Regions from separate parts of the Sus scrofa genome. Here regions 1, 3 and 4 are each linked to region 2. The links are chromatin contacts, called in public Hi-C and HiChIP or PLAC-seq maps. All regions are on one chromosome and are shown on one strand. The core of a region is the stretch at or near the end of the contact, and the rest is flanking DNA. Distances in the headings are between cores, read along the strand shown.

Region 1 (7,745 bases), core at 1,449-3,948, 550 kb after region 2:
TGGGCCTGAGGGGTATTGTGTTGGACCAAGTTGCAAGAAGAACAGTCCAGTCTTAGTCTGCATGATACCTGCAGGCCTGTAGATCTCACCTCCAGATTGGCCTGAGAATTGGGACAGGATAAGTTGGAAGGCTTAGCTGTAGGGTCCAAAGGGAAAGGGAGTCTGGGAGAAGAGCTGAAAATGAAGTGATAAATTCTTTTCCTCAAACACTAATCACTGTAAGCACTCACAGGAGGAAGAATAAATCGATAAATGTGGGAGTAGGTAATTGTAACTATGGTGGGACCAAAGCTGAGTCTTAGATGCTGAACAAGATTTGTGTGATGAATAAGTAGAGGGAAAAGGGAAGAAAATGTGGTCAAAAGTCCTGACACTGGGATGAAGGTGAAGTGTATGCGTAAGTCAGTGGTGATCTTGGTCTGATTGATACTGACTTGTGGATGTGAGTGTGCATAGGAAGGAAAGGCTGGATTAGGGAGGAATTTATTAATCTGGCACAGGAAAATGGTATATGGCAAGAAAGGCAAAAGGAGTAATGAATGGCTGTAAATAAAGAAATGAAACACAATAGCCAAACCCAGAAATTATGCATAATACATAATAATACATAATACGTAATAATTTTCCAAAGAAAATTATTTTGAGAGAGAACAAGAGGATGAAAAAGTCTTTTCCTGAACACGTACTTTGGGCCAATGTGACATGTATAATGTATTATGACAATTTTGTGTTTAGATGTTACTGTGACTATTTTCCCAAAAGAAAACTGAGGCTTAGAAGGTAAAGCAACATGCCTAATGTCACTGGAAAGATACTCAAACAGATTTCAGATCTGGGTTTGCTTGATTCCAAAATGTTCTATTTTCCTTTACTGGATAGTTGTCTACAGTAGGGCAAAGGAAGGAGGAGAAGCTAGAATGATCCAGGCAATCAGGGATGCAAGTCCAGATGAAAGGAGTGGCAGGAGATAAACACAGCTTTCTCAGTAAAATGTAGCTTTCCTTTTCTTCTTTTTCCAAGCATAATGTTTGTGTCTTTCCTGCTGCCAATCCCATTCATCATGTACTCCAGACAGTCTTATACCTGTCTAATCCTTACTATTTTTATTTCTGCTGTGTTTTTCACATTTGCATTCTGAGTGTTCTCTGCATAGTGTCTTAAAACAAATCATCAGAGGGTACTTGCTAAATGGGATGAGTATACCCCCGTGGAAAGCAAGATAGGCAAAAGCAGATCAATCCAGTTTTGTGCCACAGACTCACTACTTACCAACTCTATGCTTTTAGTCAATGCTCATTTTTTTTTTTTTAGAATCTCAACTTCCTCATCTATAAAAAATATTAGAGTAAAACATTATGCATGGGATTGTGGGGAGGAAGGATATCAAGTATAATATGGCAGACCAAGTTCCGGATCCAGTGGAGGAATCATATATCTTATTTAGTTCTCTTCTCTCTTCCCCTCAATGAACTAAACTATTAAACATTTGAGAGAGTGTCTTATAGAAGAATGGAAAGGATAATAAAATAAATAATAAAAAAGTTAAGTGCATTAATAAAAATACAAGTAAATAAGGGTATTTGATTAATGATCATCCTACAAACCATGGTTAATGATGCTTTGCCCCCAAAGCTACATGTATTATTAGTCTTTAGACAAAGCCTCAGTTCATAACCTGTACATTCATTAAACCTGAAATAGGCAAATGGATTATACTCAAAAGTCAATAGGCTGGATAAAATCACTTCTTAAGTAACATTTTCTATTTGTTATTGGCCCATTTGGACCTCAAGGATAAAAGATATTACTTATCAACTAATTTATACAGTGATGAGAATGAGAGATAATATAATGGATGAGAGAATCAAGATGAAAAATTATTTCAATAGGCTCAAATAATGGACCAAAACTAACAAGTAAAATTTAACAGGAATCAAGTTGAGACCTGCATTTGGGTTAGGTTCATGCTGTTAATTCCATATTATAAGAGAGAAGAGACATGTCTAGAAAATAATTCATGTGAAATCTATCTTGGAATTTTAGTTGACCAAAACTAAATGAGCTTACAATGTGAAGTGATTTTGAAAAATAGAAAATGACATATGAGGTTAATAAAAGAAGTAGGGACCATGAAAAATTATAAAAAGGATTTGCACTATTTTTTTACTAGTATTCATTCACCATCATCCAGTCGAATTCCTATATCAATCTAATAAAATATTCCCAAAGTCTTTGGGAGAGCTGTGTTTTCCATCTGTCCCTGGGATAAACTTTGGTCTCATTCCATTTGTTATGTTTTGGTTAAATGCCTCTTTAGCATCCCAATGAGGGCACAGCAGTTTGTAAAGGTGATATCTTGTAGTTTTATGTGTACATTTGTACGTGTGCACATCTAGGAGAGCCGGATGGCATTTAGATCCCAAGAATGGGAAAAAAAAATTTTTTTCCCATATGAGATTCTCCAAATGTTCTAGTCAACTCTTAGCTCTGACATCTTCCCACTTACTCAAGTTCATGAGATTCGATAGCCCTGTGGGGACTCTCATGTGCTTAATTAACACTGGGGCCAGGGGAGTACAGCTGTGAATGTTTGCTATGGCCATGGTCACTGATTGTTCTCCTGGTTAGGTAAGCAGTGCTAAGCTCTGTGTACACAATTGTGATTGCGACAACCATCACTACCTATTTTGGTGCTCAACATGAGTCAGCTTCCTTACTAGCTCTTTACCCTATTCAGTGACATGCTGCCATCTAGAGTCTTGTGTCCAGCCAAGGGATGTCTACTGGTTGTTCAGAGCTACCTATCCCCATTGCCCCATCTCATGGACCTGTGGCTTCCAAAGTCAAACACACATGCAAATAATAACAATGAAAAAAACATACACCTTGCCTTCTGACGTTTCAACATTCAGTAGAGAAATATTGGGATTTTTGTGAAGCTCATGGATTCTTTTCTTCCCTTGGCTGTCTTGTAGGGTGCCACACCTTGTGGTGAGGGAAAAAAGTCTTATTGTTAAAGACTTTCTTTTCCACTGGTGAGACTATTTAGAATCTGGTTCGAAAAGATAATACTGGTATAGACGTAATTAATAGTAATTTCTTTCATTTGGATCTGTGTACACATATGTGTGGGGAAGCTTGGGGTCCAGAGTGCCACCAAACTTGATGAACAGCATCTATGTAATCTGGGTCTATAGATTTGCTCCCAATATCAGAGTACCTCCTATACTCTTAAAAAGCATGTACTTTCATGGTGAAGTGGCAGAGGTGAGGGTGATCTTTGTTCTTAGATACCTGAAATTATCTTCAGCTACTATGTCAAGTCTGCTAGTGATATAAGCAGATTTCCTTGAGGACATCTTCTGTGGTTTTTCAGCCAACGGATATCCTTTGTACACTAGTAATCCTAAAATACCGGGTTGAATAAACAGATGAATCAGTGGACATGTTCGTGTATTTCTTTTTATTGAACTCAGTCTTACTAAATCACAGGTGGATTCTTTCCTTCCAGAGGACAATGACAAAAGGGCCATCAAGATGATGGAATGAGTTGAAGGCCAAGCCCTGTAGGGAATATTGTATGAATGGAGGACATTTCCCTTGTAGAAATGAAGAAGTGAAGACAGAGCAGACATGATGATTATTTTTGTATACTTGAAGGGATGATGTGTCGAGTGGATTTCTGTTTAACTTTAGAGGGTAGAACTCAGATCTGAAAGTAGAATTTTTAGTGAGGCAGATTAAATAACAAGTTTGAAATAGCTAGAGCTCTTAAAAAATGAATTCAACTTCCCTTGTGAAGCAGTGGATTCTCAATCATTGAAACTGTGTAAACTGAAGCTCATAGCTCTCTGAAAGGAATTTGATAGCAGTGGGAAAACTAGATGCATAATGGAGGTTCCTTTCATTTAAAGACTTGATAATCCCGTGATCTAGACCTAAGGATGTTTGTTACAATATTTCTGTCTCTCATACTTTTTTAGAAGGTTTGCTCTTCCCTCAGCTGTTTTCATATTTATCTTCAACCTTTGCATTTCTACATTCAATGATATGAATAATTTAAATGTGTAGGCTGAATGGCCAATGTTACACTCTAGGTACCTGTCTCTTTGTCTTCAAAAAAATGCAGCATCACTTTCAGCAATTATTTTATGACTGTACCCTTTTCCTAGGTACAAGGATGCTAAGGAAAAAGGGCATTAAACATTGGAAGTAACACTAAAGTTGTTTTTATTTGTTGATTCATGAATCTAGGAATATCCATGTTTTTTTAACTTTTATTTCCCCAATACAATTTTTTTTTCTACTGTATAGCATGGTGACCCAGTTACACATATATGTGTATGTTCTTTTTTCTCCCATTATAATGATCCATCATAAGTGACTAGACATAGTTCTCAGTGCTACACAGCAGGATCTCATTGCTAATCCATTCCAAAAGCAATAGCTGGCATCTATTAACCCCAAGCTCCCAATCCATCCCCTTCCTTCCCCTCCCCCTTGGCAACCACAAGTCTTATCTCCAAGTCCATGATTTTCTTTTATAACCTGTTAATTATAAATACTCATCATTTTAAAATGTTTTATTCCAGTCACTTTGATTATTCACAATTACATAGAACCAAAAGTTGCCAGGATAAAACACAGGAATCATTCTTAACGTGATTGGTAGCAGAATAAGACATTCTGAAGATGTTCTTATTTTCAAGTTTAGTGGTACTTGATTCTTGATTAAGAATTAGTCAATAGGAATAAAATCTCTCAAATCCCTCTATTAAGATACTACTGTGTTCAGCTTTTGAAAACTTTCATCAAATTCAGCAAGAAATTTATAACATAGGAGTTTTCTATTTTTTCTTTTCACTTAAAATTTCATTTAAGAGGATGGAAAGAGAGTTGATCTTCCATATAATATTATGTTAAAGGCAAATAAGAAAATCTGAAGAAGATAGAGTTGAAAGTTCACTTAATAATTTTTGGATACGTGAAAGAGAATATCATAGTCATTATAATGTAAAGGTTTATTTCCTAGCACTTACAGTATAAAGCTTATGTAGATATTAAAAATCTCCAGATTATAAGAAATTATCTATTTGTAGATACATGATAAACTTTTTAAATGTTGAATGAATAAACTCAACATTATTATAGTTGAATTTCAGTTTTATTAGGAAATTTTCGCCATTCTTGAAAACTTTAGGATGACATTCTTTGACTTGGAAATCAGAGAACAGGCACATTAGGTTATAAGACAAAAGCATAATATTCAAACCATCACAGTAATTAGATTCATTGATTGTAATTAGAGAGTTGGGAAATAACCTTTATGTTGTCATTCTGAGAAAATAGCTTGCAGTAGTCTGCTACAGTTCAGGGAATTGCAACTATACATGGCTTTAGAGTTAGGTTTTCTATGGATAGATATAATATCATGGAATTTGTACTATCACATAAAATATGAGAACTTATAGTCTTCTTGTGTTTTAATAGTCTCCTTGGTATTTGGTTTATACAAATAACCTAGATGGATAGTACATACTCTGGTAGTCAATATTCCATATACAATGCCTATTATTTTGTATTATTTAAATGGACTCTAAAGTAAATAGGTGATCTTGCCACATCTATACTAAGGTAATTATTGTTTAGAAGAAATAGAACATTGTTTTTTGTACTCTAAAGTTAGAAATACATTAAGTAATAAATTCATATCTATAGTTCAAACCTAGCTCAGACATCTGCAGTGGTTGAGTTGAGTGGTTAAGACAGTACAACTCTCAAAGCGTGCTGTTGGCAAAGTGCCCTGTACAGAAAATTGTACAACTCAGGGAAATGAAAATGCAGAATTCTAGAAAACTGAACAGAATTGCAAGCCTAAACTCACAGGGATAATGTGATCTTGTTTCAGAAACAATTTAGGCAGATAATTAAGCGAATTTACCTGTGGGGTTGACTACAGCCTAGACAATTTTCTAGTGTCAAAGCTTAATTCTAGGTACTCGAGGACAGAAAATATTTCAAAGAAAGAGAAACAAATACAGAAAATAGTATTTTGGGTATTGAGGTTTGAGACATTGCAACATTCTACTATTTCCTTGTATTTTTATTTGCAACTCTTGGATACTCAAGGGGTCATTCTGAGAAGATAGGCTTGTAGTAGTTAATTTTGATTAATAGATTAATGGATTGTAGATTGAGGAGAAGGAAAAAAGTGCTTCTCATCTTTGGGATATCTATTCTGAACTACAAACAAAAGTATTTCTTTTCATCATTAATGTATATCCTTTGCTGTTATTCCCCAGAGCTTTACATTTAGAATGGTTTGAAGCACAACTTAATTAAAAAAAACATCTGTGCCACTGCAATGGAAACGATACATAAAGTTTTTCAGGATACACTCAAGGAGTAGGAGAGAAAAAGAACAAGAAAGAGGAGAACCAATCAGCAGTTTGTTTTCTCTTGTGTATTAATTTGAGGGTCTTGGGGGAGAGTTCGGGAAAAGGGTGAGGTTACGCCAACATTATGGACTGGAAATGCTGCCACATATCCATTGAGAGAACTATGCCTTACAAATATTTTTCAAATGATTTAGAGTTGGCTAAATCCAATGCATGTTTTTACCATGAATTTTCTATTTTAAATGTTTAAAAAAATAATAGATTTTTAAAAGAAAATGTAATCCATATGTTACTGATTCATTCACACTTATCATATTGTTTTGTGTGGTGTCCAAAAACTTCATTTTTTCAACCAGGAAGTCACATTTTTATAGCACCAAAAAAGACCTTAAACCTGGAAAGTCTCAAATTTCATTTTAAACTCAGAACCCAAGGAATTTGAGTGGGTTCTAAACTTGGCAATGTGCCTTCACCCTAGTTAACATATTGATGGAGTTATATATTCCTGAACATATGGGTTAAAAGTGGAGCTGTTAATTCTGTTTTGATATTGATGCTGGATATATTCAGTTTGACTTCCAAGTTTGTTTGCCATGAGGAAACAATTGGTCACTTGTTTTATTATTTAAAAAATTTTATATATTGACCCGTATCCTTAAATATACAATAAGTGTTATCAAATATGTAACAAAGCTGGTGTATGGAAAATGCATAATTTTCCCTAAGGGTTATTTGCTAATATGGAACACAGGACTCTAAAATGTGATGAAAGGAAGGACTGTGGAACAATGGGTCATGATGGCTAATTTTATGGGGAACACATGCATACAATGTAATTTAAAACACATGCTACAGCAGTTATAGTAAAAGGCTCAGAGAATTAGAATGGAATTCTGCTTTATAAAAAAAGAAAACAGTCCCTTCTTTCTCCTGACAAAATTGCATTTCTCCTCCAGGAAAAAGATCCCATTCACTAATGCTTTAACAATTGCAAGGCCCACCCACAAGCCTCACATCTTTTTTTCAAATCTCCTTCTCCAGGTATGGTCCATCCAGTGTTTAACCATTCAGAGATGGGACATGAAATTAAAGACAAAAAAATCCAATATGTACCTGAGCTCTTTCTAATGCAATATTAACTGTTTTTCAAAACCAAAATTTAAATCTCTCTCTTACACAATGAGCTATAGCCTATTAATATTAATATAGGAATTTTAAGAGGGAGGAACAGGTCATTCTGTCCATTCCTATTTCTAGGCAGGAGCTTTAGGTTTAAGGTGAAAACTTAAAGCAAATCAGACCATTGAGTATTATTCTGAAGATCAAGGTGGCCAATAAACTTATCTG
Region 2 (7,694 bases), core at 1,300-3,799:
TCATCATGACCTGTTTTAGTGTCCTGTAATTTATCCTTTGGAATGCTTACTCTCATCAATAAAGTGTTCAACTTAAAGAGAAAAAAAGAAAGCCACCAAAGGGAATAACCACCCCCAAATGACTTCTAGAAAACAAGTATTTCTTAACTTTTTATTGACATTGGCAAATTAAAATAGAATAAATTAACAAGTATTTTTTCAAAAAAATGTTTTGTACAAAAATACTGTCAAAATTTCCTAAAAAGCTTTCAACACAGTAGTATCTTTTCATGTACTGAATATAACTATTAGCACAGTGTCAAAAATGTTGAAGACAGAAACAAAATAAAAATTTGTGAAATGTTTGCCACTGACGACATTCCACACCCTATTATTGTCTGTACATATGGGGGAGGGGGACAGCCACCTTGAAAGTGAACAGTATGACTTTTCCTGATTCAGAACGGTTTGGCCCACATCTGTTTAATCTTCCAGTTTAGCATATTTTAAAAAATTCGTCTGTACTCAAATGCATAGTTAAAAAAATGAAGTGAGATGGCAGAGTTTGTGCAGTAATATCTGCCCTTCAAAGTTCATGCAACCAACTAATGCAATTTTTCCTTTCCCTCATAAATCTGAATACAGTTCAGTCATTTGAAACCATCTACAAAATCCACAAGATTAAGCAGTTTGCCAAGATTAATATCTAACAGTTCAGCACTGGAGAAAGTGAGGAAATAAGGAGTAAAAACAAACAACAAAAAAGACCAAGTTAGCTAGATATTTCAACTACATAAGGGAGGTGAGTGTCAAGGCTACAAAAACGAAACGAAAACAGAAAAAAAAAAAAAGTGGCAGCAATTTTTAAAACCAATTTGTACAAGTTTATAGTTTACTTTGTTTCCAAGTTCTCAAACCTTTCACGATCTGAAAAGTGAGATACTGTGTCTAAGGGAATGTTTTTTAATTCACGCCGAAGAAGTTGGGGGATTTGATTTCTTTCTCCGAGATTTTGATCGAGTCAACAGCTTACTCTACTGGGCTGCTGTTTGCACACGAAGTCCGTCATAAAATCAAACTCGTTTTGCCCCAGCCAGAGTTCAGGCAGCTCCTTGATGCGGTCCAAACCCATTTCTATCACTAAGGACATAAGCACTTCCTCGTCGATGAAATCAGTGTCTATGACATTGGGCGGCAGCATTGCAGCAGGGACGTGGGCCACAGAGGCGGGCATGTTGCTGCTGCTGCCGCTGCCGCTGCCGCCGCCGCTATTGCTGCTGCCCGCGCCGCCGCCAGAAGTGCCCGCGGAGCCGCCGGGGGTGCTGCTGCCGCCGGAGCCGCCGGGGGTGCTGCTGCCGCTGCTGTGCTTGGGGTTGCAATCTCGGAAGTGCTGGTTTGTCCCGTTCATCTGGTGGCCTGCAGCAGGGTGCAAATCCGGCATGTAGTGGTTGTGGGGGTAGGGGTGATGGTTGAAATACTGGTTGTTGAGCTTCTGCAGCTGCATGCTGGCCGGCAGGGAGCCTCCCTGACTGGCCACGGGGGGGGCCATGAACTGGGAGTTGTTAAACCTGGCCGCGGGGGCCAGCGCGCTCGGGGGGTGCCCTCCGTTCACAGTCCCCGGCCCCATCGCGTGCCTGATGCCGCTTGTGGCATTCATGTTGCCCGCGCCGTAGTGTATGTGCTCGCCCATTAGGGCGTTAAAGGTGTGTTGGGGCTGCTGCTGCTGGTGGTGATGGGGGCTTGGGAACTGCCCCATACCCATGCGGTGGGCAGGGTGGTGGTGCAGCCCATTGGTGCCGTCGGGGAAGCGCCCGTGGTTCATGGCCATCATATGGTCTGCCATTTCCAGTCCTGAAAGTGAAAAAAGCAGACGCTAAGACCGTAGCCACACGTGTCGCCCACCACAGCGCAGCCCACCTTTTCTCGCCTTTGCCCCCCTCCCAAGACTCCCTAGACACACTTCGGTTGCGATCATCCCGAGGATCCCACCAGGAGCCTGTGCACCCGGGTTCACCACCAAGACAGACCTGCCATCTACAACAGAGCCGCGCGCTGCACAAACATCCCTTTCCCCTGCGATCGGGCGGGGGGACCCAAGCCCACACCCCCCTTTGCTCCCCGATGTCGCCTAATAAAGGAAGTGCCCCGTAGCCCTGCCGCGAACTTCAGGCATTAAATCAGCCCTCCTCATCCTGTTGTTGCACATCCTGTTGTTATTCCCCAGCTCCGCCTCACGCTCTTCCTCCGGGCAAACCCAGCCCTCGTCGGACTGGGTTGGCAGAAGCCCCAGCCAGCTTCTCTCGCCGCGCTTACCTTCCGTCCTTGCGATTTCTGCTCTGAAGACCGAGGGCGGGATCGTTGGGTCCAGGACCGGCTCAGCAGCACATAGAGGTGGCCTTTCCGGTGTGCAAGGCGCTCGCTGTCTCGAAGTCTGCGCCGAGGTCTTGCAGCGGCTGCTGGGGCAGGACCGGAGCCGTTCCCTTTTATTTCCCCTCTGCTGCCTCACAGCTCGCTAGATCGCTAGACCGCCCGGCAGCTGCCAACAATGAGCTGTGTTTCTTAGGGCTTTGGCCACAGTCAATATAAGGGATTTCAGAAAGGGCGGAGCGAGAGCCTCCCGGGGGGGCGGAGGGAAAATGCGGATTCCGGCACTTTGAGCACCCCGGACTGGGTCTGGCAACCGAGTTCCCCCTCGGCCGGAGGCACGTGCGCAGAGGCTGCGGTCCCAGGCACCGCCCCGCGGCCCCCGGATCCTGGTTTCCTCCACAAACACTGAGCCAGCACGGCGGCCCCCGGCACAGAGAAAAAAATCTTCCCTTGACTCTCAGCCTAGAGGTAGCGCCTGTCCGGAAAGAAGCGAGGAAAACTCATCGCCCCCCTCTGGCCGGATTCCCCAACCCCCAGCTCACCTACCGATCTGAGCTGCTTTTTACTGGAAAAGGGGATTCAATGCAGCGCCCACGCCGTCCATAGTGCCTTTTTGCCTCCCTGAGCTTACCAAAGCTTACCCAGGCTGCAAAGAATGGTTGTGTTTACCCCAGTGCGTTTTTAAGCCCTAGGCAAAGAATGTCCCCTCCCCTGTGCACGCTTTCCTGGGTTTTGCCTTTGTGTTTCTATTTGGGCATTAGGTGACCTGATCTAGATATTCTGCGTGTAGGTGAATCTCCCCCCCCCCCCCCCCCCCGCTCCCCCGCCTCAAGGACAGAGGCTGGGGGCGGGGACCGGCAGCCCGCTGCAGCTGCAGGTGGACTGAGCGCGCTAGCGCTCGGCTGCCTCCGCTCCAGCGGCCGGGAATCCTGTCCGCGTTTTGGGGCCCACTCGCCGCTCCCGGGTACGTGTGCTTCTGCTAAGTTTGCGTTTGCAGCTCTTGGTAGCTTTGGCATCCGAGCTGAGGCGTCTCTCCTCTGTAAACAAACTCAGCGATCCTCGTCCCTAGATCCACCTTTTTGCACATACAGTTTCTTGCTTCTGCTGTTGCCCTTGATCCGGGAGATGGGGGTGTGTGCAAACTTGCACAGCCTCCCTCTGGGTTCTGCCAGACGGTTTGGGGTTGCTTTAGAAGTGAACGGGTTTGTAATTAAGAAATTCGAGGGCTGAGTAAGGCTGCTGTTGCTGGAAAAGGAAAACAGATAGATAACATGGTAATCGCTTTGTAAATAAAGTCGTTCTGGAGGTGGGCACGTAGCTGCACGTCCCGTATGGCACCGCGAGCATACACACTGCTGGGACTATTCCTTTCCAGTGAAATTTCTCAGTGGGGCAATAGGTGATAATAATAACCTTGCTTCCCAGAACGCGGCACAACTAGCCTGGTCGTCCATTTGGCTCATTGACTTGCAAATAAAAGCCCTAACACCGGTCTGGGCCACTACCCAGTCAGAGCTCTCTTGCTTTCTCAAATGGGGAAGCCGAGTTGTTTCCCCAACACCACGATGAGGCTGCTCCGAGCTTTTATATTGCTCTTTATGTGGTAAAAGCGAGTTTAGCGCTCCGAATAAGGACTTCTGTTCAGAGTTGTTTCTTCATAACTCGATAGCCATTGAAGACTTCCTGCTGTGAAGAGCAAGTCCCCCCCCCACTACCACCCTTTTTTCCCCTCCCTTCTTGCTCACAGGACTTTTTAAGGCCCTATTTCTAGAGGACTGGAAATTCTGATATATTTCCCCTTTCAAGAATTTGCAAAAGAGAGAAAAACCTGATTATTTGAATCTATTAGCCCTCTGTCTTTCTCTAGTTATGTAAGTATGTAATATTTAATATATGTATTTAAACATTGTTATTGCCTTTCTCTCTTCTTCTTTCCTTTTCCAAACTCTCCAGGATTTATAACCATGAGTGCAATAATTTTTAAACCTCAAAAATATTTACATTTTAGAGACTCAGGCACAGAATACACTGCAGTTTTGGTTGCAACAATCCCATAATTTGTCTACTGGTCAGTTTTACCTGTAGGTCATGGTTTTGCAGTTACAGAATCAGAGGCTTGGAAGAGACCTGACACTTCCTGTCAAAAAAGAGACTTGAAAATGTTGGTCAATCCCAGACTCAAAAATTGCCAGATAGATTGTTTTCTTCTCTTCCTTGTACTGCAGTGTCTTGCAAAACAAGGACCAGCTCTTGAATGGCTGATCTAAATTCCTGTTGCAACCATTAAGGAAAGGTGCAGCTCCATCCTGCTCCAATGGATGCCATTTCTATTGGGAAATCCCTTGAAAGGTCAACTCCTCATTCCCCACCCGTTAGAGGGGAAAAAAAAATCATTCTGGGACTAGCTGGTTAGAACATGGTATGTATGCTTTGTTCATTTATTCATACAGTGAATATTTACCAAGTGCCAGGCACTTTTGCTAGCTCCTGGAGAGAACTGAGAGAACAACTCATGGTCAGAAAGTGGAGATGGACAAACAAGCCTTGGACACACTCTGATAAGTGCCACAGCAGCATTAAACACAACGACTTCTGGGAGTACACTGAAAGGACACCTAACCTAGTCTTCTGGCCTTGAGAAGGGTTCCCAATGTAGGTGGTGATAAGTTGAGCCTTGAGGATGGGTAGAAGTAGGCTGTCCCAGGAGGGGACAGAGGTGAGAGATATAAGTTGTGGAGAGGTAAGCAGACTGGAACCTGTGGTCCCCAGCCTGAGAAATTTGGATTGTATCCTGAAGATAATGAGATGTGAGAGAAGGCTTGTGAACTAGTGAGAGGATCAAACTTTCATTTTAGAGAGATCAGGACAGTATTGTGGAGAATGGATTAAGAAAGTAAGACTGGAAACAGGGAGTCCAGTTAGGGGGCTGTCAGTCAACCAGAGGTATGCAAAGCCCAGTGTAACCAGGGGTTTATCCTGGGAATCCAGGAAAGGCAGTGATCTGTGTGTGGTCCTGTTGGTGCTAGATGGTTGTATTGGTTTCCTAGGGTTGCCATCACAAAGTACCACAAACTTTGTTTATACCACTCAGACTTAAACAACAAAAATTTATTGTCTCACGGTTCTGGAGTCTAGAAGTCCAAGCTCAAGGTGTTGGCAGGGTTTTCTCTGAGGGCTGTGAGGGCAAATCTGTTCCATACGCCTCTTCTAGATTTGTTGGTTTGCCGGCTAGCTTTAGTATTTTGTGGCTTGTATATGCATCACTCTGATCTCTCTGCCTTAATCCTTACATGGCATTTTCACCTGTGTGTATCTCTGTGTCCAAATTTACCTTTTTTTTTTATAGTTATTTCCCCAATACAGTTTATTTTTTCTACTGTACAGCATGGTGACCCAGTTACACATACATATACACATTCTGTTTTCGCACATTATCATGCTCCATCGTAAATGACTAGACATAGTTCCCAGTGCTACACAACACGATCTTATTGCTAATCCATTCCAAAGGCAATAGTTTGTATCTATTAACCCCAAGCTCCCCAACCACCCAACTCCCTCCCCCTACTCTTCAAATTTACCTTTTTTATTTTTAAATTTTTTTTTTCTTTTTTGGCCACACTTGTGGCATACGCAAGTTCCCAGGCCAGGGATCAAATCCAAGTCAAAAGTATTGAATTGTAGCTGTGGCCAACACTGGATCCTTAACCCATGGGATCAAACCCATGCCTTTGCAGCCACCAGAGCCACTGTAGTCAGAGCCTTAACTCACTGCACCACAAGAGGAACTCTTCCCCTTTTTATAAGGACACCAATTATATTGGATTAGGGCCCATTCTAATGACCTCATTTAAGCTTGATTACCTCCGTAAAGACCCTATCTCTAAATAAAGTCACATTGTGAGGTCATGGGGGTTAGGATTCCACATTTTTGGTGGGACACAATTCAACCTGTAATAGTGGTGGAAAAACCTAATAAAACGAGACCTCTGTTGTTATGGAAGAAAGGTACTGCCTGAAACTCTCTTCCCAAATCTGCTGGCCCACAATTTTATTTCTTCCTGTTTCTACTCAGACAACACCTCAACTAGGCCTTCCTGACTATCTTACCTAATTAGCAATAATATCCCTTTTTGTTTCTTACACTGTTTCATTTTTCTTCCTAGCACTTACCCACACATGACATATTGTGTATTGAATTTTTACTGTCTTCTCCCTTAGAATGGCAGCTCCAAAAGAGCAGAAACCTTGCCTGTTTGTTTGAATATTCAGTGTCTAAAACATGCCTTTACTGATTAGATTAATGAGTGAGTTAATGAATGGAATATAGCAGAAGTTCTAAGGGAATCCAAAAAAAGGGCTCTTGTAGGGGGAGGGGGGTCAGGAGAGATTTTTTCTAGAGAGGGTTACTTTCAAGGCTGGCAGTAGAAAAATCTAGTGTAAAGGAGAACAGCAGCTCACCCCCGTCTGCATTGTGGCCTGTCTTGGACTTGAGTGAAACTGGTCTGTTTGGGAGGATGGCTCATCCAGGAATCACTGGCTGCTGAGTATAGAGGAAGGTCCCATTGATGTGAAGTTTTGATTGAAACAGAGCTTTTAGAGGTGAGCCTTGAGCGTCAACAGACTTTGAGTTGAATAAAGGCTGCCTGAAGGGTCTAGCTTCAAAAACTATATGAAAGAGTTTATACCTGAATGGTGGGCAGGGATGAGGCTAGGGGGCATTGTGGGATCTAATACTAGTTTTTTTTTTGTACTTAACCTAAATGATCTTACCTAATCCTCACCTGAACAAGTAGGGATTGGTTCCTTTCATCACTTCAGAAAGGAGGATTTTGAATCTCTGAGAGACTCAAACAAGCAAACAAACAAACACAACCCCCTCCCCCAACCCCATGGCCATCTTCTCTGAGATTGGGGGAAAGGGAGAGAAAGAATCAGTCAGAGACAGCCACTGTTGGGCACTTTCTCTTCTTCTCTTCCTTCCAAGACCTTGACTCTAGATCTCAGCTGGTGAAAAGAACACTGCTGCCACTTTGTTCCACCATCCCCTTGGCCACCATAACAAGGCAGGGGCTTCTATTTGAACATGAAGTGTGATATCAATCCCTATTTCTGCCTTTCTTTTTCCTTCACTTGTTTTTCCTCTTCACAGGGTGGAAAATGCTATTTTACTGGTCTGTGGAATAATTTGGGGTAGCAACTGTCAGTGGATCCAGATCCGGAAACTGCAGATGGACTTTAGTGTCAGGATGAGGACACATGATTAGTACAGAGGCAGAAGCCTTATATGCAGCCTTGTGTTATCTGCAAGTTGAATAAAGTCTTATTTGTCTGTGTGTCAAAGTAAG
Region 3 (6,610 bases), core at 1,545-4,044, 590 kb after region 2:
GTTAGGATTTCAACAAATAAACACTGGGGATGGAGGTGGGACAAACATTCAGACCATACCATAAGCTGAAAATCTTCCTTACTGTAGCAGCTCAAACCAGAAAAAAACTGAGTTTAGATGAGTTAAAAGGTGATCAGAGAGAGTTCCTGAAATGACTCCAACTAGTATCCATGAGGATTCGGGTTCAATCCCTGGGCTTGCTCAGTGGATCCGGGATCTGGCCTTGCCGTGAGCTGTGGTGTAGGTCACAGACATGCCTGGGATTCAGCTTTGCTGTGGCTCTGATTCGACCCCTAGCCTGCGAAATTCCATATGCTGCAGTTGTACCCCTTAAAAAAATAAAATAAAATAAAATAAAATAAAATAAAATAAAATAAAATAAAATAAAATAAGGGTGAGCAGAGAACCAACTTTTTGCTGTCTTGCCTTAGCCTCAGAAGATCACCTCAACTTTGATCTACACAGAGACCTTATAAAATTTTTAAGGAAACATCAACTAAAGACTTTATGTTTCAGGGTCTCCCTGGGTTTCAAGGGGCTGTTAGTCTTTGAATGACAATAGAGTGTCAAGGTAACAAAGTCCAGGGCCCATCACTTACTACCTGTGTGACAAAGGCATGGTGCTTGAACCCTCTGATATTGCCATTCCTTATCTATCAAATAAAAATGATGGAAGAGTCCCTGGCAATAGTCAGCACTCATAAGTGTTACAGAGCTATTATGGTGGGGAAAAAGGTAACGGTAAGGGTATGTGGGAGTTATTTATTTTGGTAGCCATATTGTAACAACAGGAACAAAAAAATCTAAAATTTTTGAGTGCTAACTATCTGCCAAATACTGTGCTAAGCATGTAATACGATGATGTCTTTCAGAATTCTCACCAACCTACACTAGGCTCATTGCACAGGTAAGGAAACCGAGGCATCTGGGTCACATCCCAGATGCTAACACAATACATGATTGTTCATTAAAGAATCACAGAAAGAAGCTCTAAGGACAGTCTCATCTCATGAAAACATGTGTCATGATAATGAGTCATCCGTTTTAGTCACATCACTATAGTCATCCTAAACCAAAACCTTCCTCTTGAGCTCACATTAAATTTGTTTATTTCTTATATCTGGATTGCTTTTACATTCTGCACCAGCTAATCTCTGGTCTTATTTCAAGTCAGAATCTGGATATTATTTACCATCTGCCTCCAAGGGAAGCACTTGCCAAGTCCCTTAATTTGCTATAATTGGCAGGTTTTCAGTGTACATAATTTATATCAAAAAAAGCTACCCTGAAAAAGAAGATTAATTAAACCGTTTCTTCTGGGTCCCTAAAAGTACAGCGGTTTCCAAGAGGATGGCTTTAAGGCCTTAAGGTCTTGTGTGTATATAGACTGTCACAGCTGAGCACATTAAAAATGTATGTTGGGTTGCTCCCTGGTGCCTCTGAGCTGGTCAAAAAGATGTCATTGGCACCTGGGTAACATCACAAATACTCACTGAATTAAGCAGCTCACATTTGCATTTGAGTCTTTTGTTCCAAGCTTTCCAGACACTAGAAACTACTAGACTGCAGTATAATTTATGGATACCTCTGTGTTGGCAATTCTGTCACTGATATGATAGGAAACACTAGAAAAAATACACCCAGATGTACAGAATTCTAAATAGAGTATGTGAGAGACCACAAACTGATTCAGACAAGCAGCACATGTGGTTAGTAAATAGACTATTACAGGGTTGGGTTTTTGTTTTGTTTTGTTTTGTTTTTTCGGTTTTTTTTTTTTTTTTTTTTTTTTCCTCCTTCTTTCTCTTTCTTTGCTTCCTCTAAGCTCATGGTCCAAAATGGGGCAGGCCCTCAGCCTTCTGGCGGCATTCTGGTCTTTCCTCAGCTTCTGGATAATGCCACCCGAGTTTATTCTTCTAATCCATGCCTATCAAATGCTGGCAAGTGTATACTGCATTCTAAGGAAGAAGCTTCTGTGTTTTCTACCTTTTTCCAGAGTGGTTTTGTGATTTACCAGTCTGTGGGCAGATTGCATAGACTAGCATAGGAATGGACATAAAGTTGTCACAAATTTTCCGTTTCTGAGAATGCCTGTGTGCCCATCCTTATGTAGTGTTTCCCCCACTTACCTTCAAAATCTCTGCTCAGACATTGCCAGGCTTGCCTTTTCCCCATCTTGACCCCAATTGATGAAAGTATTCTCCTCTGTGCCTCAGAAAAGATCTAAAGATTAGAAATCGGGAAAAAATTGGGAGCAAAGCCCATCCAAGTGCGAGCTAGTGCAATGTACTTAGGAATGTACTTGTTGTTCATTATTAATTAAAAATCCAAGATTTTGTGAAGTTACACATTCATGTATGGCTTTTTACATACTAGAGATGCAAATAATTTCTGCCAAGTTACCTCCAAAGGCCTGTTTGACACGAATCAGTTTTGTATCTACTAATCAATTTTGTTCTGAGATTGTCTCTGTGTATCTTGTTTCTGAAATTCCCTTTGATCTGGTTATAACACCTGACTCATTAATTGATTGACTAACACATGTTCATTTCCTTTGTGTGTGGGAGTCATGGCTTTGAACTCCATTAGAGTATAGCACTCTCCACTCTTTCCCAGATTAACCTGTCTCCCTTTAACACTAAAATGTAAGCTCCATGAAGGCAGGCTCCTGAAAGAGGCTTGGTGACTTTGAACCTTTAGTGCATAGTGCAATGCTGATGCTGGATGCAATACAGAGTGTGTTCCTTGAATAAATGATTATGCAGTTTAATCCTTGAGTCACCCAGTTGGTCTCTGAATCATTGTTCAAGGTCAGTGTGAGGACTCTTTTGCCCAAAGAACAGCTTCTATTTTAGGAGAACACAGACATGGAGTCAGAAATGTTGTGAAAGTCTTTTTATGACTTAACCAACTCTATGTAGTGGGTTTAGCCTTAATCTCTATTTATTACTTTTATTTTGCTTTGCAGTGTCTTTTGGATTAAGAATAGACAATGTTGCTCAATAACCATCTAAACCAGGACACTTTGCAAGGACAAGTAAAAATTTGAAAGATGGTTTTGCCTCTTTTTTTTTTTTTTTTTTTTTTAATGTTGCTCCTAGTTGTGGCTGGAAGAGAGTATGAGGGAATGATTTTTTTTTTTTTTTTTTTTTTGTAATTTAAGAATCCTTTGACCCTCTGTAAGAAAAACAGATTCCAAATAAGCAATTTCATGCCTAACTTGATCTTATCAGCCTCTGCGGTATGAAGTAAGGCTTTGAAAGTATTCACCTAAAAACATTAATAGACATGTAATTTTCAGTTATTTATATTGAATTATTGTTAGAAAGATCAAATCTATCTATCCATATATATATATATATATATATATGTGTGTGTGTGTGTATATATGTATGATCTCTTACAAATCTCCTGCAAATCTAAAGTCTGTTCCTGTATATTTCCTTCTTGTCTTTTCCTTTCTCTTACACTTAACTATCACAATAATGCATTTCCTGTCAAAGTCCTGCTTTAGCTGCCTATTTTCCATTTTGTGTATATTTGTAAATGTATTTAAAGAGAGTTCTGAAGAGAAATGATGACTAAGATAGTAGTTTTCAGAAACTTATTTGAAATCATATCATGTGATAGAGAATTAAATATGCTTCCAATAGGTATCAAACATTGAAGACAGCAAAAATTAAAATAATTCCTAATATTTAAAAATATAAAAATAACCAGTTTGGTTAAATTTAAACTCTATCCACTGTCCAAGGATTGTTAACAAATGAAAATTTGTGGAAGACCACAGATATCGACCTTCATAATATTGTTAGAGTTGTGTTCTAGACCAAGAGTTGACCGACTTGTCTTGTAAAAGGCCAGAAAGTAAATATTGTTGATTTTGGGTCCCATACATGTCCATCACAATTATTCAGCTTTGTCATTTTGGCATGGAAGCAAACCATAGACAATACCTAAACAAATGGACATGTCTATGTTTCAATTGGTAACACTTTATTTACAAAAACAGGTGGTGAGCTGGCTTTGGCCCATGAGCTGTAATTTGCTGACCTCTGCTCTAGACTGTCTTCATAGCTCAGTTTTCTCCAACTGGTCCACAAAATGAAAGTCACTATTCCTGTACTGTATTTATGAGGAAGAAACCTACTCTTACTTTGACTCAATAGAAGACACAGTTGTGTTTCTAGATCCTTTTACTCAGGCATCTAAATGATTTTAAAAGAAAAATGTGTATTAGAATGCTTGGAAAATATGTATTTAAAAATAAGTATTAAATGTATGAAAGTGTCTCAGTTTTGAGGACAAACATGTCTATCTAATGCTCCAAAAGTCTCATTACTTCACAAAATCCCAAAGTTAAGTTTGCCCAGTATTCCAGGCTGTAGACCTGTTTTGTAATTTTATACGTTACCTCAGGGCATTAGCAACTAAGGCATAGAATCTACTCACATATTAATTCCAGAGCTAGGTGATAACTTGACTAGTGCTTTCTTCATATTACCAGGAGGGTAAAAGGGTAAAAACAAACCTTCAGGCATTTGCTGTAGGACATACTAAAATTCGCCACTGCTCTTTTGCAATTGAAACTTAGTCTTAAGCTCATTAATGATTGAGTACATTGGGGATGTCCTTTATGTTAGGAATATTTAATGCATGTCCTTTATACCAGGGATATTTAATGCATGAATTTGGTATGCATTTCATGCCCAGTTCATAATGGAAATTTTAATAAATTAAAAGAATAAAATACAAACAACCTGGAAATTCAAACCCGCTGCTAACTGTAGAGCTAGTTTTCCATCCCAGAAACTTAGATGATGGAAAACTACCAAAGGATAGGCTCTAAAATATGGCTATTCAACAAAAGAAAAAAATTCTTTCTTACATTTCATTCTTTATTATTAACCAAAAGTCATTTGGTTAGTAATTTAAAGATCATTTTAATGGAAACACCCCCATTTCTGACCCCTTTCTGTCCCCTAAAGAAGAAATTCAGTAACTCTAACTAATTTAAATATTCTTGCCTTTATTCTTATCTGGACCTTCAACTTTAACCTTGGGGTTGCAGCTAAGAACTTGTAGCAAATATTTCCATAATGGCCTTTGTTGAAAATGCAAGGATTACATTGACTCCTGGGACAATAAAAGCAACAAGACCCATGTTTTGTAGATATTATGCCTTTTTCATATATGTGTGTGTGTGTATATATATATATATATATATACTACTTTTTATGAAGCTCTATGTACTAATGGGCACTTATGGGCACTTTTGTGCTTATGGTACTCAGTAAGTACTTATGGGCACTTTTCATACACTATCATTAATCTAAACAATACTGGAACATATAAATTATCTTTGTGATAAATGCAAGCGTCAGAAAGGTCACATGACTTTCTCTGGGTAAGCACATAGTCAGCACCTGGCAGGTCTAGGTTTCAAGCTGAGATCTATCCAGTAGGAATGCCTGTCTCAGAGATGCTCACTGTTGTTCTTCATTACCATGCAGACAGAATACATGTACAGCATGTCATTTAGGGAACATGATGAGATCTCAGCTCCCACCCAGATGATATTCCTGCCATTGGAGTCTCTGGTGAAGGTTACAACTTCTTCCAGTGGGGTTGTCCACAGCTATCATAAGGCCTTTATGAAGATACACCTATGAGCCTTCCTCAAAAAAGAAGAAAGATCTCAAATTGACAACTTAACCCTCCACCTAAATGAATTAGAAAAAGAAGAACAAAAAAGACCTAAAGTCAGCAGAAGTAAGGAAATTATAAAGATCAAAGAGGAAATCAATAAAATAGAGATTCAAAAAATAATAGAAGAAATTAATAAAACCAATAGCTTGTTCTTTGAAAAGGTAAACAAAATTGACAAGCCCCTGGCTAGACTTACTAAGAGGAGAGAAAGAACCCAAATAAACAAAATTAGGAATGAAAAAGGAGAAATCACCAATGGATACTGCATAAATACAAAAAACTATAAGAGAATACTATGAACAACTATATGCCAACAAATTAGACAATCTGGAAGAAATGGACAATTTTCTAGAATCTTATAGCCTGCCACAACTGAATCAAGAAGAAACAGACCAACTGAACAGACCAGTCACTAGAAATGAAATTGAAGATGTCATAAAAACTCTCCCTACAAAAAAAGTCCAGGACCAGATGGCTTCACAGGCGAATTCTATCAAACATATAAAGAAGTGGCCATCCTCCCTAAACTTTTTCAAAAGGTTGAAGAAGAAGGAATACTCCCAAAGACATTCTATGATGCCACCATCACCCTAATTCCAAAACTAGACAAAGATATCACCAAAAAAGAAAACTATCAGCCAATATCTTTGATGAATATAGTCGCAAAAATTCTCAACACAATCTTAGCCAACCGAATCCAACAACATATCTAAAAGATCATACACCACGACCAGGTAGGGTTCATCCCAGGTTCACAAGGATGGTTCAACATATGCAAATCAATCAACATCATACACCACGTTAACAAAAGAAAAGTCAAAACCACATGATCATCTCAGATGCAGAAAAAGCATTTGATAAAGTGCAACATCCATTCATGATCAAAACTCTCGCCAAAGTG
Region 4 (7,710 bases), core at 5,062-7,561, 620 kb after region 2:
TAAGTGGTAAAGAAATATTTGCAGAACTTATTTGTAAGGAATTACACATAAATGAGAAGTTAATCTTTTGGAAAATTTTCTCAGGATTTCAAGGGCAAGAGCCAGTTTGTGAGAATAATGCATTTCTGCTTACAAAGCACTGTTAAATGCATGCTCTCATTGACTCACAACAGTTGTGTGATGTTGCTACTATCATCGTCCTTGTTTAAAAAGGAGGTAACAGAGACTCGGTTTCATGCTCCTCAGGCACCTGTTCTTTTCCCTGTGTGGCACAATCCCCATACTCTAATACACTGCTTCGTTTCGTCTCATTGCTCGTTTCCAAGACAGCCATGGGTCTGCACACCTTCCAAGTAGTTTGCTGATATGAACTTCGTGCTTTAGAAAAGTTTGATTTTTATTGTTATTTATGTATTTTTCTTTTTAAACTTTTTCTTTTCTTTTTTTTTTTTTTGTCTTTTTGGGGCTGCACCCACGGCATATGGAGGTTCCCAAGCTAGGGGTTGAATCAGAGCTGTGACCACTGGCCTACGCCACAGCCATAGCATTGCCAGATCTGAGCCATGTCTGTGGCCTATACCACAGCTCAGGGCAATGCTGGATCCTTAACCCCCTGAGCGAGGCCAGGGATTAAACCTGCATGCTCATGGATGCTAGTCAGATTCATTTCTACTGAGTCACGAAGGGAACTCCTAAATTTATTTTTAATTGAATGAACGGTTCTTTAAATTCTGTAGTGCTTCACAATTTTCAAATTTTCACACACATGATTTTACATAATCCTGTAACAACTCCTTTTATTTTTATCCCCCACCCTTGTTTCCCTTCCCCCTTTCCTGTCCTCACTGGTAACCACTAATTTGTTCTCTATATCTCTGAGTCTGCTTCTGTTTGATTTCCTAGGTTTTTTGTATTTTTTTTAGATTAAATGTATAAGTGATATCATACCGTATTTGTTTTTGAATCTATTTCACTTAGTATAATGCCCTTCAAGTCCATCCATGTTGCTGTAAATGGCAAATTTTCATTCTTTTTATAGCTGAGTAGTATTCCATTTTGTGTATACATATAGATCACATCTTATTTATCTGTACATCTTTTGATGGACACATTGTTTCCATACCTTGGCAGTTGTATACAATGCTGCTATGAAACACTGGGGCACATGCATCTTTTTGCATTAGTGTTTTGTGGGTTTTTTTGGGGATTTATACTCAGGCGTGGACTTGCTGGATCATATTGTATCTCTATTTTTAATTTTTTGAGAAACCATACTGCTTTTCCACAGTGGCTGAACCAATTTATTTACATTCCCACCAAGAGCAATAATAATGTCTGGGACAGAGTAAGAACTCAGATACTTGTTAAATGAATGGCTAAATCATATAAGATGTAAGGGGACACTTTTAAAAGGAGGGGTTCATGTGTATGCACAAAGCAGGAAGTCATTTGGAGGGCAGAGAAAACAAAAATGGAAGCTGAAGTCTGTCATGAACTGGCAGCATCAACATCACTGGGGAAATTGTTAGGAACTCATGGGCCCTACCCCAGACCTGCTGTATCAGTCTGCCATTGACAAGCTCCTAGGAGATGCAGTATGAGGATCACTGTACAGCTGGATCCCTAACCTGATGTGCTATAAAATAACTACCTAACAATTTTATAAGATAAATTTTGGCCCTGGGCAGAGAGAACCTTGCAAAGACGTTCTTGAGTCTAAGTTCTTATTACCAGAAAGAGAGGTCCCATCTAGAAGTATATCCTTTGCTGTATTAGTGGACTTTCTTGAATCTTACCCTCTCATATTTTATCTGGAGTAAAGCCTCATGCAGAGCAATAGTAGGAGATATAAAGAGGGAGAGTTTGAGGATACACAGGAGGTTCACCAAGAGCAAGGAAGAAAACTGCCTTTCTTTAGGAGATAGTGGAGAGCCACTGACATTTCTGCATTATCTAAGGCACTGAAATATTTCTTGACTTGATAAATGAATGCATAATGAGTAATTAAGAGAGACATGCAACTACGCAACTATGTTAGTTGGTTAAAGAAGGCTAAGATGTTTATCAGCTTACATCAAAATGGGAATATAAAGGACATAAAAAGGATAGAATGGGAGGTTCCCCTTGTAGCTTCAGCAGACCTGACTAGTATCCATGAGGATGCAGGTTGATCCTTGGCCTTGCTCAGTGGGTTAATTATCTGGCATTGCAGTGTGCTGTGGTGTAGGTTGAAGACATGGCTTAGATCCTGTGTTGCAGTGGCTGTGGTGTAGGCTGTCAGAAGCAGCTCTGATTTAACCCCTAGCCTGGGAAATTCCATATACCACACATTTGGCCCTAAAAAAAAAAAAAAAAAAAAAAAAAAATAGGGCAGGATGAAAAGACAAGAGACACATAATTGAACTTAGGAGGCATATATTATATGAGTAGTTCTTCTCACACTATGACATGTGTAAGAATCATTCGGAGAATTTGTAATTGCACTGACTCCTTAGTCCCACATCCAGAAATTTAGTGATCTAAGGTAAAACCCAGTAATTTGCATTGTGAGAAATTTCCGTCATGATGCTGATGCTGCTGTTCTGAGGGCCACATTTTGAATAGCAATGCATTAAGGTTTGGGACTTGAAGTTAGAATATGTTGTTCTCAATTTTGGTTCAGCCACTTACTTGACTGTTGTCGCTTAAGCAAAGTTATTACATTTCTTAGGACAATGCTAAAAATAGTATATGTAGCATTACTTACAATCTTATTAGAATGTAGATTCTGATTTAGCTGGTCTGGAATGGGGACTGAATTTCTTCATTTTCTTAGAAAAAAGTTTCCAGGGGATACCCATACTACTGGTCCATGAACCTGACTCTGATTAGCAAGCTCCTGTGCCATTATTTCTTCCATACTTCACATGTTTATTCTCACAATGAAATAATGACATGGAAATAGGGAGTTCCCATTGTGGCGCAGCAGGAACAAATCTGACTAGTATCCATGAGGATGCAGGTTCTATCCTTGGCCTTGCTCAGTGGGTAAACAAACCAGTGTTGCTATGAGCTTCGGTGTAAGTCTCAGATGCAGCTCGGATCTCACATTGATGTGGCTATGGTGTAGGCTGGCATCTACAGCTCTGATTCGACCCCTAGTCTCGGAATTTATATATGCTGTGAGTGTGGCCCTAGAAAGCAAAACAAACAACAACAGCAACAACAACAACAACAACAACAACAACAAACCCAAAACTCATGTAAATATAAAAAGACTCTACAGATTGTGGGATAAAATGTAAATGTAATGGTAGTAGGTAGAGAAAGGAAATAGAAAAGCCACTTCTGCGTTTTGAGCCAACTAGGAGAATTTTTGCAAATTTATAGAAACAGAGAAGTCAGGAAAAATAACTGGCATTAAAAAATGTTGATTAGTGGGAAAAGTAGCAGGCAGCTGAAAACATAAGATAGAAATAGCTTGAGAAAATTTAGTATTGAGTTACCAATTTAGGAGTTGTATACATATGATTGGATGATATTTTTGAATATGTGGATATACAGAAAGAAAAGAGATTAAGTACAGAATCTGGGAAGAGATAACATTAGAGAGAGGTGAAGAGGAAGAGAGATATCACCAAAAGAGAGATCACATTCCAGCACTTTGTCCTAGAGACATCCTAGTCCAACCCTGAGCTGTAGCAACAGATTTTACATCCTCATGATTGAGGATAACAGTCGGTTGAATTTTCCAGGCATTCCCCAACTTGGTTATTATGGAAGCATCCCATTTATGTGTGGGGTTTATAAGCAGCTGTTCCATGGATGATGGAAAATACACATCCAGGATTTATTAGTGTGTTGGATCAAGTCACAGGCTTTGGAGAAATAGAGCAATTCAAGGAAATCATGAATTTTATAAAAGATAAAAGGAAGAAGATGTAAGGGATTCTGCAATTGGATATCCATAAAAAAAGATGTTGAGTCCTAGCCTTGTCAATCAATTTAGATTGGACATCTATGAAGCTCAAGAGAAAATTCAGTTCAGTAGCTTGTGAAGAGTGGTGTTTTTCACAGAGAGAGTTGATCCATTGTATAGAATAGTAAGTGGATTTACTGACTGTTAATAATTGCATAATTTTAAAAGAAAAACATGTTTGGGTAAAGACACTAATTTATTTGGCTAGGTCATGATGATGTGATGATGTTCTTAAGGATGGTTCCAAATAATGACCTTGGATGCTGAGAAAGGTTAATAAGAATTCTTTTTTCTTTCTTTTTTCTATAAATCATTGGCTCTTTTGCTTTTCTAGTACTTGTATTTCCCCTTTTAAATATGAAAGCACTCAGTGTTAAAATCTGGACATTTTAAAGTTTAATTTGCAATCATCTAAACTCTAACAAATCAACAAAGGTCTCTTTCTAACATTGATTTACTTTCAGAGGGTCATTCATAAACATATTCATTACAGACACACTCCTCAAATATTCAATAATACATCAATCACTGAGCTGTTTATGTTAAGAGACACAATTGAAATTGAACAATATAACTCAATAAAATTACTGGCCTTTTTATTTATTCATCTAAACCCTAGTTGCTCAGTCACTGTAAACAGATCCATTGAAAACAATTCACTTTTCTGTTGTTTCATGATTGATCTTCTCAAACACATGATTATTCTTAATTCAGACAAAATATTTCATTTCTTTAAGTACATGAAAAGGAATTAGAGCCAGCTGAATGCAATAAGGGATGAGGAAGGAAGACGCTCAATAAAAGGAAATCAAACCTGTTTACAAGTCTGGGATCTAAACACTTGTGAGGTTTGTGGTTTTGGAAACTATATTCATATGTTAAAGGAGAAAATGATGAAGGCTAGATAAACATGGGTTTAAAATGGCCTGGGTCAGATTCTCATTCCTCCTTGCACCCTAAATACCTCTTTTAAGCAAAGAATGCCCCTTAATTTCAAAGACATCCTGTTCAGGCAAAACACACTAGCATATGCTGGAGAGAAAGAGAAGTTCATTTTTTTCTGAAAGGATCAAGATATATCTATTATTCAGAAGACATCAGTTAAAACATGGACGTATTCATAAAAACAATTAAGGTATGTAGTGATCATGGGATACACCAAATTATCATCTCCTGCATGCGAATGGTAACTCTTAGTTTCCTAAATCTGTTTTTTGTTTCCAGTTCTTCTACTTTGAATATATGATACTGAAAATATGCTAAATGCAGCCCTTGGGCAAATTAGAACCAGAGATTGGTAAAACATTAGGAATTTTTTTTTTCCTTTTTCAATTTGAAGTGTTGTGTTTATTTAGAAAGTAAAGAAAGTTAATATAAGTACATTCTGGAATCATAAGGATGACCATCTGCTAACTAATTACTATCCTGGAGTTTAAGTGCCCCTTAGGCATATTTATATATTTATTTACATTTTAAACCTGATCGTTGTTTAGAAGAAATGAGAATAATAGGGTTTAAGCTATTGTATGTTGTATATGCAGTATATGTACATATAGTATACTGCATACTAGATACGCAGTCATATTGGATCAATGTCACTTCAAGCGATGGGTAACCAAAAAAGATACTGACTGCAGGAGCCTTTTAATTTGTAGGCTCTGAAATTCTGATGACTGGGGAAAAAGAAAAAGAAAGGCTGAAGGGAACTGGCATTTTAATTCCATGTGGCTGAGCTTTTTAGTTGCATTCAGACACTTCTATTTTTATTTCTTCAAGCTGGGCCCATTTCCAAGTAGGAAGCTGTGGAATTATTGCTCTCACTCCCACATTTAGTGCAATCCCCTATAATACTAAGGTTAGGTCAGCCTTTTCCCTGTCCCCTGCATTAAACCTACAAATAGATCAGATTTCATGATAAGGAACAAGCAAAAAAGGACAAAAGATTTTAAGTGAAACATTGAACCAGCTTGACTTGAATTTGAATTGAATCAACTGCATAATCTAATGTTCACATAGTGCTTTGGCCTCAGATCCTGGTTGGTTTCACCCCATAGCATTTAAGTTATTCTTTCTTTCTTTTCCTTCCTTTTTTTTTTTTTTTCATTGCCTTGCTGTGTGCTGATACATTTAAAAGGATAGCTCTTTGTGTTTTATGCAATGGAAAAATTGCTGTTGAAGTCTTAGCCTTGAAAGGCACAGACTGTATCTAAAAACAGAAAAAAGCAATCTTTTGCCCCGCCTCCAATTGGTTGTTTGGAAACAGCTGTTGGACGCCAAGTTTGTACTTCACCCTTATCAGCCCATTTGGTGAGATCAGAATGTGCCTGAATAACTCTGAAGGTCAAAATATGTTGACTGAATTTTCTGCTGCTACCATTCCAGAAAGCCAGCTCATACTATCCCTGACTGTCAACAGCAGCCAGGCTCTGCCCTTCTCATGATCATGACACATAGTGGAAGTATCCCTGGTTTCTCTACATCCAAATCCCTGCATGATGTGTGTTACACTCAGGATAAGCACAGCAGGATGGCCTGCCAGTGGACCTGACAGATCTGGCCTACTAACATATGGAATTGCCCTCCAAAATAAAACACACTATTGCATTGACTTGTCATGATTCAAGGCCCACAATATTTGTTTGATCTTCTTTTTCTCAACCATAGGTGTCTAATTTATGGTATCTACAACATTTGTCTGAGAGAACTGGGCATTATAATTTTCATATTCAAGCTCATAATCATTTTAGCTTTCCAAAAACGATGCTGCATTGGTCTTAATTGCTTCTTGAGTTGAAGATGTTCTTTCCAGCCCTTATTTACAGTGCAGCTCAAAATGCTTCCTAACATGAACAGAGGGGTCTTTGATTTTTATAATTATTTAATCATTCAGTCTTTTTACAGAGTTGGATCATGCTATATTTTTACTTAGCTATTAGAAAATACTCACTGGGAGTTCTGTTGTGGCTCAGCGGAAACGAATCTGACTAATATCCATGAGGATATGGGTTTGATCCCTGGCCTGCTCAGTGGGTTGGGATCTGGTGTTCCTGTGGTTGTGGTGTAGGCCAGCAGCTGTAGCTCTGATTCAGCCCCTAGCCTAGGAATTTCCATATGCCACAGACACAGCCCTAAAAGGAAAAAAAAAAAAGCAAGAAAGAAAATACTCATTGAACAATAAGAACTTTTAAATATTATAAAATTCTGTTCTAGAATCTCATCTTAATGATACCTACTTCTTAGCTTAAAAACATTGTCTAAAAGATGTTAAGTATTAATCTTGCATTTTGCAGCACGCTCACATTTATCTCCAAATAATGTACAGTGTTTTGGCAGTTATTTATCTAGTTATTTATATATTTATGTGATGCCTATTTCTGAAATATTCAGTGCCTTTGACAAGTGTGCTGTGTTGGCAGAAAATAACGTTTAAGAGAGAAACAATATTCTATTTCACTTGACTACTTCAATACAACAACTATAGTAGTATTTTATGACTTAATGAACAACCATCAGAAGGAAAGAGAAATAGACCAACCAATCACGCAAGTTATCAAGTCACAGAGACTAAATAAAAACTCTGTGTGGATTTCTTTTCAAGGTGAAAAAAAAAAATAGAGCTGTTATCCAAAAGGTGAAATAATGAATTTAGGGGAAACATACATTTTAAAAGGCTTGTAACTGATTTTTATTTTGCTTTGTATGTCAGGTTCCTCCTCTAAACTCAGAGCTTCCCTTTTCCTCACAGGAGTCAG

What was found. A called contact is a pair of places that touch in the nucleus more often than the background predicts. HiChIP or PLAC-seq counts read pairs in DNA pulled down with a chosen protein or histone mark.
Region 1: a Hi-C map of liver shows a contact between it and region 2, with 5 times the contacts expected there. The contact joins the enhancer-like site here to the promoter of CITED2 in region 2. A contact is called at or near these places in 1 of 5 promoter capture datasets (liver), 28 of 47 Hi-C or Micro-C datasets (alveolar macrophages, blood, embryonic fibroblasts and 11 more) and 2 of 2 datasets of contacts at active chromatin or transcription factors (alveolar macrophages and skeletal muscle).
Region 3: an H3K27ac HiChIP or PLAC-seq map of alveolar macrophages shows a contact between it and region 2. The contact joins the enhancer-like site here to the promoter of CITED2 in region 2. A contact is called at or near these places in 4 of 47 Hi-C or Micro-C datasets (embryonic fibroblasts, heart right ventricle, liver and 1 more) and 2 of 2 datasets of contacts at active chromatin or transcription factors (alveolar macrophages and skeletal muscle).
Region 4: a contact with region 2 is called in a Hi-C map of liver, with 10 times the contacts expected there. The contact joins the enhancer-like site here to the promoter of CITED2 in region 2. A contact is called at or near these places in 13 of 47 Hi-C or Micro-C datasets (alveolar macrophages, embryonic fibroblasts, heart right ventricle and 6 more) and 2 of 2 datasets of contacts at active chromatin or transcription factors (alveolar macrophages and skeletal muscle).

Annotation. Positions count from the first base shown.
Region 1 is chr1:24,601,199-24,608,943 of Sscrofa11.1, reverse strand. No RefSeq gene overlaps it. Among named protein-coding and RNA genes, the nearest start is that of CITED2, 550 kb to the left of the region's middle. Within about 2 kb of position 2,698, at least 12 of the 83 cell types and tissues checked have an H3K27ac peak or open chromatin away from gene starts, as enhancers often do. A contact at or near this core is called in alveolar macrophages and liver, where this site is marked.
Region 2 is chr1:25,150,507-25,158,200 of Sscrofa11.1, reverse strand. It overlaps CITED2 (cbp/p300-interacting transactivator 2), which reads right to left and starts at 2,549. Exons shown (of 2, transcript XM_001925774.5): 1 at 2,293-2,549; 2 at 1-1,830. The coding sequence starts at 1,822. The coding sequence ends at 1,001.
Region 3 is chr1:24,559,290-24,565,899 of Sscrofa11.1, reverse strand. No RefSeq gene overlaps it. Among named protein-coding and RNA genes, the nearest start is that of CITED2, 590 kb to the left of the region's middle. Within about 2 kb of position 2,794, at least 7 of the 83 cell types and tissues checked have an H3K27ac peak or open chromatin away from gene starts, as enhancers often do. A contact at or near this core is called in alveolar macrophages, where this site is marked.
Region 4 is chr1:24,529,267-24,536,976 of Sscrofa11.1, reverse strand. No RefSeq gene overlaps it. Among named protein-coding and RNA genes, the nearest start is that of CITED2, 620 kb to the left of the region's middle. Within about 2 kb of position 6,311, at least 28 of the 83 cell types and tissues checked have an H3K27ac peak or open chromatin away from gene starts, as enhancers often do. A contact at or near this core is called in embryonic fibroblasts, liver, mesenteric adipose tissue and 4 more, where this site is marked.